Linked DNA regions of Mus musculus: regions 1 and 3 are each linked to region 2. Evidence: chromatin contacts called from public HiChIP or PLAC-seq and promoter capture Hi-C data. All regions are on one chromosome and are shown on one strand. The core of a region is the stretch at or near the end of the contact, and the rest is flanking DNA. Distances in the headings are between cores, read along the strand shown.

Region 1 (3,196 bases), core at 215-2,714, 170 kb after region 2:
GTCGTGGGCATCATAAAATCATAACTATCACAGGGAGCCCAGGGTAAAGGGAGAACAGACCTAGGGAACGGGCTGCTTCCCCATCCCCGAAGCCTGAAAGGCCACAGGGGCTTGTTGACACAGCTGGGGAAGAAAGGTTTTATCCTGCCTCATTAATCACTTCTGCACAGGAGCTCCAAGGCAGGGGCACCCCAGGGGCACCAGGCTAGCTCTCACAGGGCAAGGAGAGTGCGAAGGGGGGGTGGGGTGGGGTTGGGGGTCCTCGCCTCAGGCTCAGGATCCAAGGCAGCTCTGAACAGACAGGGGATCGTGGAATGAGGTTGCCCAGACCCTGGGGACCCACAAACAGGGGATTGTCCAGCCCGGATGTTCGCCCAGAGTATGCTTCTTCCTGCTTGGAGGTGAATGCTTCCAGCCCGAGCTGGTAACCCCTAACTCACGGGTCCCTAGGGGGAAATATATTTTCCTCTTTCCCATTTAGTCAAACGAGTGTCAGCTGCTTGCCATGCGGTTCCTGACCCTCCCTAAACTCTACCCAGGAGGTGGGTGGGGTGGGCTGGTGATGGAGTCCTCAGTAGGATAATCGGAAGACATCGAGGGTCAGCAAGCTTTGCTAAGAGCAACTCAAACCATATGACTTAGCTCTGAGTATAGGAGACAAGAAGAGTCAGAGGGACCATTTCCCCACCTCTCTCAGTCGGAACACAAACATGGCCTGAGCACCTACCAGGTGCCAAGGGCACAGCACAGAGCAGAGGCTAGTGCCAAGCCTCCCCGGAGCTCACGCAGAAGCTCCAGAAGAGCAAAGGATGTCTCAGAGCGGCCAGGAAGGCCAGTGCCCCTGAGCCCCGGCCTGGTTTGCAGAACTGCCTTCCTTAGTTAACACTTTCTTGGTCGGTGGCCATCCATCCTAAAGGCTCCTCCAAGATCTGAACCAAGACTCCGACGGTGGGCAGCAGTTGGAGGGCACGGGGACTCCCCTGCAGCCCCTCCCTGACTGTGCAGAGGGCAGAATCCAGGTAGATTTCTCCAGTTTCATCTTGAGCCTTTAAGAGGAGCAGATAGATGGCCACTTGGCCCCGGGATTCCCCGCGCTCCCTCCACCACTAGGGGGCGCGCTCTACTTCTCGCCTTCCAGGCTCCCTCTTGCAGTCTCTGATTCTTCACCCCTCTCCTCTCCTCCCTCCTGCCCGCTCCGCATCCCGTTTTCTCTCTCCAGCTCCCTGCCCCCCTTCTTCCTGTCTCGTATTTTCCTGCCCAGGAATCAGACCCCAGACAGTACCTAGGAAGTCTGCGGCCTTGCCTAATAGAACCGTAATAGTCCTCGGGGAGGCGTGATAATGACATCCTCCTTAAATAAAAGGACTTAATGGAGATTTCCCAAATTTGAAAACCACATTTCCACTAGCAACCTACTCAGTGAGTGCTCTGGAAAGGAACTCATGGGGAGCTGCTGTAGGGGGGAGCGGGTGAGGAGGCTCGGAGTCTGCGCAGAGCTTGCTGTTCCGCACTACTCTCCCGTGCAGGACAAAGGACCCTTCAGAGGTTACAAACCACGGAGGTGGGTCACATCAGTCTTCTCCTACCCAACCCCACCAGCTCCCAAAGAGCAAAACGCTCAGACTCAGCAAATACTGTGTAACCCAAGGTGAAGTGCTTCCCTCTAGATCCCAGTGGTCCCCGCTGAACTAGGTATAATCGCCTACACATTATGACCCTGTTGGGATTAAAAGTTAGGGCGCCAAGCTGCACGCAGAGCCTTCTTTTTTAAATTACATTTTAATTTATTCTGTGGATGGAGGGCGCATATCCCAATGAAGTTGAAGAGGTCACAGGACAGCTTGCGGAAGCCAATTCTCTGCTTCCATTATGTGGGTCCCTGGGATCAAACTCGGGTGTCAGGCTTGGCAGCAAGCACCCTTACCGAATGAGCCCAAGAACAGGCCCAAGAACCTTCTACACAAGTACTGTGTGATAGAGGCCCTTGTCATCCATCCTACAAAAGAATAGCAGACTCTTGTCTTAAAACACCAGCCTGAAGTAGTAGCTCACATGTTCCACAAGCACTATGAAGCCTGAGGCAGGAGGATTGCTGTGAATTTGAGGCCACCTGGTCTATACAGTGAATTCCAGTCTAAATAGTGAAAGCCCGTCCCATAAAAAGCAGGAAAAGAAAGGGCTGGGGGCATAGCTCAGTTGGCAGAGTGCTTACTAGCCTGAAGGAAGCCCTGGCTTTGTACCCCAGCACTGCGAAAGCATAGCAGTGCTTTCCTGTAATTCTCAAATTTGGAGGTGGAGGCCGGAGGATGCATGAGACACAGGGGGGAGAGAGAGACTGAGAGACAGAGAGACAGAGAGACAGAGAGACAGAGAGACAGAGAGACAGAGCTGATATGGAAACCGTTCCTTGAGTGCCTGAGGTTAGGGATGTTAAGGTAGAGAGCTCTGCTATCAACACGCTGTGATCTTGGGCAGAGATCTTCCCCATCTCTGGCTGCCCATCTTCTGAGGTGAAGACACGTGGGATTAGATGGTCTATTAAGGTATCTCCATTCTAAATAAAAGTTGAAACTGGAATAAAACTCTTCCTATTCCGGCCTGGCAGCTGCTAGAGAAGCAGTGTGCTTGCCAACACTGCCACCTGGTGGCGGCAACACTCCACTACAGGGGAGACTTCTGGGTCGAGTGGGCGTTCACTTCTCCTCCACCAGCTAAGTGACTCTAGGTTTTTATTGTTGTTAATTACATTATTAAATTTTTATCTTATCTTAATTATATATGTTTGCGTGTGGGTATGTGCACATACATGCAGGTGCCTGTAGAGGCTAGAGCCATCAGATGCCCTGGAGCTGGAGACGGGTAGCTATGAGCCTCCCAGTGGGAAGGAGAGAGACGGCCTAGGAATTCTATCCAAATCCTGTAGGCAGAGTCTAAAAACTGCTCTGCAAGAGTAGTATACACCCATCACTGAGCCATCTCTGCAGCCCTGTTTTTGCTTTCTTTTGGTTTTGTTTTAAACCGCTCTCTGACTGGTGTTGTAGCTCAGTGGAAGAGTGGGGACCTCGGTATGTTTGAGGCTCTGGACCCTGGATTCAACACCACCACTTCCCAAAGAAAGTGTTAACAGTTTACAGCACAGGGTGTCTATTTTTGCAAATAAAATATTATATCTTGGGCTGGTGAGATGACTCAGTGA
Region 2 (3,455 bases), core at 39-2,538:
CTGTATGTTCCGCGCTGGGAACTGAACTAAGGTTTTTGTGCATGCTGGGCACCTTGCCAGCCCAGGAACCTCCGCAACCCCTTGAATGTTTCTGGAATCTTTCCAGCAAATTTTTAAAAAAAAGATTTATTTACTTTAAGTATGTGAGTACACTATAGCTGTACAGATGACCCGCTCACTTAGGTCAACTCCACTCGCTCTGGCCCAAAGATTTATTATTATACATAAGTACACTATAGCTGTCTTCAGACGCACCAGAAGAGGGCGTCAGATCTCATTACGGGTGGTTGTGAGCCACCATGTGGTTGCTGGGATTTGAACCCAGGACCTTCGGAAGAGCAGTCAGTGCTCTTAACCCTCTGAGCCATCTTGCCAGCCCTCCAGCAATTCTTAGGAGTTAGATGTTGCATATTCTTTACTGAAGTGCTTGGGACAGAAATGTTTGAGACTTTACGATATAATATATATACTATATGTAGTGAGTGGATCCAAGTCTAAACATGAAATCCATTAATGCGTCACATATAAATATATCCTGAATACAGTTTTGTACAGTAATTTTTAGTGTGCCTGTGTTTTGACTGTCACAGGTCAGGTGTGAGAATTCTCCATTTATATTGTGTTTACACTCAAAAGTTACAGATTCGTAGACACTTCGGGTCTCACAAAATTATAGCTGTTCAAACTGCTTTCCTCCCTTTTAGTCGCCAGCACACAGGCTAAGGTTAAAGTAGTCCCCCAGGGTCAGATGCCAAACCTGGCGACCTATACCTTCAGCCTTTAAAAAGTTCAATGCTGATTCACATCAAACATTAAAAGAAGTGTTCCAGAATAGGGCTCTTTCCTGTAACCTTGGGTAAGGATCCATCTCCTGGGTAGGCAGGTTGTTGGTTCAGCAGTCGTGGGCTGGGAAGATGTGTTCTGACGTGTGTGTTTGGGGTGAATGAATGGATGCCCACTCTGCTGGTGTGCAGCGAGAAGGGTTCACAGCAAACCCCAGGGGTACCCATTATCCTGAAAGAGCGACTCCAGGTGTACCCAGGCGTCCCGCATTGGGTTCAGTAAATGAAGTGCCTGCGCTCCACTGCCTTAGCCAGGGTGAATGAGTACGGATGACACGGGAGTGATGGCATCTCGGCCAGGAACGTGCCCCGGGGTCCTGCGGCGCTTGGCCAGTCGCGCGTGTCCTCTGCGCTGCCTAGCGTGACCGCAGCTTCCCGCACCCAGTGGGCCCGCCTCCGGGGCGGGACGGGGCGGCTCCCGGTTGGGCAGCCCCGCCCCGCTGACCCGGCTTCTCCCCCTCGTTCGCTCCTGCCCTGGCGTGCAGCGCCCCGCCGCCGCCATGTCCAGCTCGTTCGAACTCTCGGTGCAAGATCTCAACGACCTGCTCTCGGATGGCAGCGGCTGCTACAGCCTGCCGAGCCAGCCCTGCAACGAGGTCGTCCCGAGGGTCTACGTGGGCAACGCGTGAGTCTCTGGGAGGGCCAAACCCGTAGCCGCTCCCAGCGGGCCCCGACTACTACTTGGGGGCTGGAGTGGGGTCCATGGGGGGGGGGTGGATCCTGGGCGCGGTCGCCGACCTGAGAGCAAGAGCGGGTGCTGGGGACCAGCCTGGAGTCGACGCCTACTCCCCGCGCATGAAGCGGAGGAGCTGGACTCCGCATGCCCAGAGACGCCCCCCAACCCCCAAAGTGCCTGACCTCAGCCTCTACCAGCTCTGGCTTGGGCTTGGGCGGGGTCAAGGCTACCACGTTCTCTTAACAGGTGGCAGGGCTGTCTCTTGGCCGCGCGTCATGTGACAGCTGCCTAGTTCTGCAGTGAGGTCACCGTGGAATGTCTGCCTTCGTTGCCATGGCAACGGGATGACGTTACAATCTGGGTGTGGAGCTTTTCCTGTCCGTGTCAGGAAATCCAAATACCCTAAAATACCCTAGAAGAGGAAGTAGCTGAGCCAAGGCTTTCCTGGCTTCTCCAGATAAAGTTTGACTTAGATGGAAAAAAACAAAATGATAAAGACCCGAGCCATCTGAAAATTCCTCCTAATTGCACCACTAGGAAATGTGTATATTATTGAGCTCGTATGTGTTCTTATTTTAAAAAGAAAACTTTAGTCATGTTATTAATAAGAATTTCTCAGCAGTGGGAGAGAACCAATATTAACACCAAGATAAAAGTTGGCATGATCCACATTGCAGGAAGATCCACGTTGGGTTTTCATGAATGTGAAGACCCCATTTATTAAAGTCCTAAGCTCTGTTTTTGCACACTAGGAAGCGATGGCCGGGATGGCTGAGGGGCTGTAAGGATCTTTCAATGTCTTACATGTGTGTTTCCTGTCCTGCACCTAGGACCTGCTGCCTAGCCTGCAGCAGAGCCAGAGGGGTTTCACATGATTAGTCTCAGACACTTGGGGGCAGGTTGCATGTACTGCATCGCTTATTTCCATACGGAGCACCTACTATGTGTCAAACACCATATGGTGTTCACTCTTCAGAACGGTGGTGGTCATCATGGTGCATTTGCTGACGGTTGGATTGGTGGTAGAGAGCTGAGATATATGGACGCGCTCTTCAGCATTCTGTCAACGTGGCTGTGCATTCTTGCTCCTGAGCAAGTGGCTAAACAGACTCACAGGGTCAGCCTCCAGCTCAGTCGCTGCATAGTCTTAGGGAACCTCTCCCAGTCCTCCCTACCTCAACTATCCAAGAAGCCAGGGGGCTTGGCGGTCTCAGGAGCCTGCTTGCTGGGGGACAGGTTGTTGAGTTTTATCTGCAGTAGGTTGCCTAGGCATAGTGTCAGGACTGATGGCTGCCTTGGAGAACACATCCTTTGCCCTCTATGCAAATCTGACCTTGACATGGGGGCGCTGCTCAGCTGGGAGGATCAACTGCATACCTAAAGCCAAGCCTAAAGCTTCTTCGTCCACCTGAAACTCCTGGACCAAGGGGCTTCCGGCACATCCTCTCAGGCCAGTGAGGGAGTCTGTGTGAGCTGCACTTTCCAATCTCAGGGCGTGAGAGGCAGAGGGAGGTGGGGGCAGAGCCTTGCAGCTCTTTCCTCCCATCTGGACAGCGCTCTGGCTCAGCAGCCCATATGAGCACAGGCACATCCCCACCCCACCCCCACCTTTCCTGTCCTGCAGAATTTAGGCTCTGTTCACGGGGGGGGGGGGGGGGGCAGTCCTATCCTCTCTTAGGTAGACAGGACTCTGCAGGAGACACTGCTTTGTAAGATACTGCAGTTTAAATTTGGATGTTGTGAGGGGAAAGCGAAGGGCCTCTTTGACCATTCAGTCAAGGTACCTTCTAACTCCCATCGTATTGGGGGGCTACTCTAGTGCTAGACATTGCAGAGAGCCTCAGAACTGTAGTTACCAGTGTGGTAGGATTGATCCTTCAGGGAGCCTGACATGTGACAGTTCCATTCTTCACCCAGTCACCGAACATTTATTCAGT
Region 3 (3,497 bases), core at 935-3,434, 200 kb before region 2:
CCTCTGGAAGAGCAGTCAGTGCTCTTAACCGCTGAGCCATCTCTCCAGCCCCTAACTAGACAGTCAATAATTAGATCAGCTCCTTTGGTGTTGTAGTATTTATGTTCAAGTAATTCTTATTTTATGTAATGAGGATCCAATAAGTGATGTGTCAAATCAGACACTTTGAAACAGAGAGCCTACTCATGAAAATTTTATTGTGATATTTATTATTAAGAGCATTCTATTTTAGCTGGGTTGTGGTGACACAGGACTTTGATCCCTGCACTTGGGAAGCAGAGGCAGATGGATCCCTGTGAGTTCAAAGCCAGCCTGGTCTACAGAGCCAGTTTCAGGACAGCTGAGGTTACACAGAGAAACTCTGTCTCCAAAACACAAAACAAAACAAAACAAAACTCACTCTATTTTAATTAGAAGGTGTTAAGTTCTTACTGGGCCTAACATAAACTCTGTCTTCTCTTTGTATGTGTAGGGGGAAAAAAAATTCTATGTAGAGATTCCTATTTTTAGAGTTTCAGGTACGTACTTTAGAAAAGGGGAGGCGCCTTTAATCTCAGCACTTGGGAGGCAGAGGCAGGTGGATTTCTGAGTTCAAGGCCAGCCTGGTCTACAAAGTGAGTTCCAAGACAGCCAGGCAGTACAGAGAAACCCTGTCTCGAAAAAAACAAAAAAACAAAACAAAAAACAAAAAAACAAAAAAACAAAAAAAGGGAGACTAATTACAGTGTCATAAAGAAGTGAAGTCAGGGATGAGAATATATAGGTTAGCAGAGGTGCAAGGTCCTGGGTTTAATCCCAGCATTCCCTCCTTCCTGCCTGGAGAAGGAGAATTATGTATATATGACTTGTTATGGGGTCCAGAATGACACAACATTCCTCTGAAACAGACAAAAGCATGGAGAAGAATTTTTATTCCCATTATAACAATTGCACCAATGCCTCCAACACAAGGAAGTTTTTGCCTGTTGGAGCACAAGGAAACATTTTTGAACTTTGTTCAGGCTCACTCAGTGCCAGAGCTGGCCCTATGCCTCTCTGTAAACTAGAGAAAGGTCAATCCATTTCTCCGATGATTTTTATATTGTGGGGAGGGGTGGGTGAAGGATGGCAGCTGGGGCTGGGAGGTTTATAAGTGCATCTGCACAGTTCCTTTTGTAAGGTTAGTGAGTATTGTAATATCAAATGGATATCATTGGGACTGGACTTTGCCATTATTACCATTCCCTGTTCCGGACTTCCCACCTTTCCCAAGTATGTATATATGTATGTATGTATGCATGCATGTATGTATGTATGTATGTTTCTACTAGTGCTGAGATTTGAACCCTATGTCCGTAAGAATGGATATGTGCTCTGTTACTGAGCAACATTCCAGAGCTGTTCTTCCTTTTACTGAGCTTTCTGAGATCACAGGGTTACTATTATTTACTTAGATCCTATATGTCATGCATGTATGCATTACCTCACTTAAGCCTCCTTACTGCCTTAGGAGGCAAACGTTATTATCTGATAAAGACCAGTAAGTAGTACCTTTGTTACAATCAAAACCATGGCTTTGCCAGTTTTGTGACCCTGACAATTTTAAGACTTCCTTTCTTTGTCTGTAAAATGAGGATATTGATTCCTTCCTTGAGGGGATGCCAGATGCTCACTAAGTAGTACTAAGTAGTATTTAGATCCCACCGAAGAAACATAAGTTTGCTAATTTGCTTACGGTATTTGGTAAATGGCCTCAGATTCTAATTTGCTTAGCCCTACAGCTAATGTATTTTGTTCGACTACTTTATAATTGGTTATAATCATTTTGAGTGAGTCCTGGTAATTCTTGTGAGCTTCTGGTTCTTCGTATGCAAATGAGGATAATATTTTATAGAGTTCATTCATTAAACGTTTTTGTGTAAGGTGTGGGCTTCAGCGAGACTCCAGTTGCTTTCCCTTTCTCCATCTTGTCCTACGTAAATCATTTAGCCTTTATATGTATCTATTTCCTTAGCTTCCAACAGAGCTTTGCAGGAACTTGGCCGAGCAGACCGGCAGCGGCACATTTTTTACTGTATTCAAGATTCCTCTTTTATTTCCTCTTCTACCTAAGGCTCCCGCCCCACCCAGCGCCAGGCCACGCCCCTGCGCATGACGTCAGCACGCCTCGCGCGTCGCGTCGCGGCGCTTGCTGGGGGCCCGGCTTTCGCCCGCTGCTGCCGCCGCCGCCGCCGGCCGCGGCTGCTCTCCCAAGATGGCGGCACCTCCGGGCGAGTACTTCAGCGTTGGGAGCCAGGTGTCGTGCCGGACGTGCCAGGAGCAGCGGCTGCAGGGCGAGGTGGTAGCCTTCGACTACCAGTCCAAAATGCTGGCTCTAAGTATCCTTCTCTGCGTGGACCCCGAGGCCGGGCCGGCGTGTAGGTGCGGTGGTGGGGGGGCGGGGGACGGCGGCGGCAGCTAGGGCCCTCTCCCGGCCTAGGGGCGACCGGCTACCGCGGTGCCCCGGGCGCATGCGCATGGCCGTGAGATTCCCATCCCCCTCCCGCGGGCCTTTTCGGTCCACTTTGGGGACCCTTGTCTCCCACCCCTTGTGGGAGCTGGGCCCCAACTGAGGGTTGGTGGGTGGAGCGGGGCTTGACACGCGGGTGTCTTTTCGGGAGGGGACGATGTCTTAAGGGGACTCCGTGATTGAGGGGAGGGGGTCGTGGTGGGGAGAGGGCTGGAGATTGGAGCCCGGATGGAGTCGGGAGGGGTGTGTAGGGTCAGGAACTGCTAGTAGGGTAAGGGTATGGACTTTACGAGTGGACTGTCTGCTGATGAGATTTGATTCAAGAAAGGGCGGTGGTGGGATGGTGGTCTAATGGGCCTTGCCGGTTTAGAGATGGGAAGTGCGGAACAGAGTTTGTATCTGAACTGGTGGCGAATTTTGCTGGGGTGGTGTATGCTTGGTGTCACTGTGTGTGCTGACTTTGAAGGTTCTCAGGCATTTGAAAACTGCTACTTAGGAGGTGTTGGAATTAGAAGCCTGGTCTAGAGAGGACTTGCCACGTTTTTCAGGGGTTTATGTATGACAGACAGTGTGGCCTTCGGTTCAGTTCAACACATTCCATAGAAACGTCCCTCTTTTTCAAAGTACCAGTGTTAAACTGCATGGAAGAAGTGGCCCTGTTCCCTAATGGTTTATGAATTACTTCACCAACTCACTGTTGGAAAACAAAACGCTTCCTGGTTGAAATAAATGAACCTCTGCCTCCCCCTTTATTTGAGCTACAGGTGGGTTTACTAGAATTATTTTTAGAAGGTAGCCTCTGTCTTTAAAATGAAGTTTCTTATGGAAACTTCTGCTGCCTTTTAATTGTGAGTTGTTGATTTCCAGCTCAGAAAGATTTCTTCATAAACGGCATACAACAAGAACGATTTCTTTGTGTGTGTGTGTTATTTTAAAAAGAGGAGAACATACTTTGGCCTAAAACCTCTTCCTTTGGTGACTTACTTGGAAGAGTCTTTTCTTGTTTTTT

The links. HiChIP or PLAC-seq counts read pairs in DNA pulled down with a chosen protein or histone mark. Capture Hi-C pulls out chosen DNA fragments and counts their contacts.
Region 1: an H3K4me3 HiChIP or PLAC-seq map of forebrain shows a contact between it and region 2, with 2.9 times the contacts expected there. The contact joins the enhancer-like site here to the promoter of Dusp3 in region 2. A contact is called at or near these places in 11 of 39 promoter capture datasets (3T3-L1-derived adipocytes, the C10 cell line, the HPC-7 cell line and 7 more), 3 of 15 datasets of contacts at CTCF or cohesin (embryonic stem cells, large pre-B cells and pro-B cells), 111 of 484 Hi-C or Micro-C datasets (the 3T3-L1 cell line, the AML12 cell line, B cells and 56 more), 21 of 115 datasets of contacts at active chromatin or transcription factors (the 230-238 cell line, acute myeloid leukemia, bone marrow-derived macrophages and 13 more) and 3 of 9 other capture datasets (adipose tissue, embryonic tail and pancreatic islet).
Region 3: a contact with region 2 is called in a promoter capture Hi-C map of pancreatic islet. The contact joins the promoter of Lsm12 here to the promoter of Dusp3 in region 2. A contact is called at or near these places in 3 of 39 promoter capture datasets (embryonic stem cells, erythroid cells and neural stem cells), 1 of 484 Hi-C or Micro-C datasets (embryonic stem cells), 3 of 115 datasets of contacts at active chromatin or transcription factors (bone marrow-derived macrophages, embryonic stem cells and trophoblast stem cells) and 3 of 9 other capture datasets (adipose tissue, liver and pancreatic islet).

The regions. Positions count from the first base shown.
Region 1 is chr11:101,812,894-101,816,089 of GRCm38.p6, reverse strand. No RefSeq gene overlaps it. Among named protein-coding and RNA genes, the nearest start is that of Gm39392, 29 kb to the right of the region's middle. Within about 2 kb of position 1,464, at least 48 of the 459 cell types and tissues checked have an H3K27ac peak or open chromatin away from gene starts, as enhancers often do. A contact at or near this core is called in the N1E-115 cell line, epiblasts, forebrain and 3 more, where this site is marked.
Region 2 is chr11:101,982,624-101,986,078 of GRCm38.p6, reverse strand. It overlaps Dusp3 (dual specificity phosphatase 3 (vaccinia virus phosphatase VH1-related)), which reads left to right and starts at 1,288. Exons shown (of 3, transcript NM_028207.3): 1 at 1,288-1,467. The coding sequence starts at 1,343.
Region 3 is chr11:102,183,943-102,187,439 of GRCm38.p6, reverse strand. Lsm12 (LSM12 homolog) reads left to right here and starts at 2,184. Exons shown (of 5, transcript NM_172947.3): 1 at 2,184-2,357. The coding sequence starts at 2,234.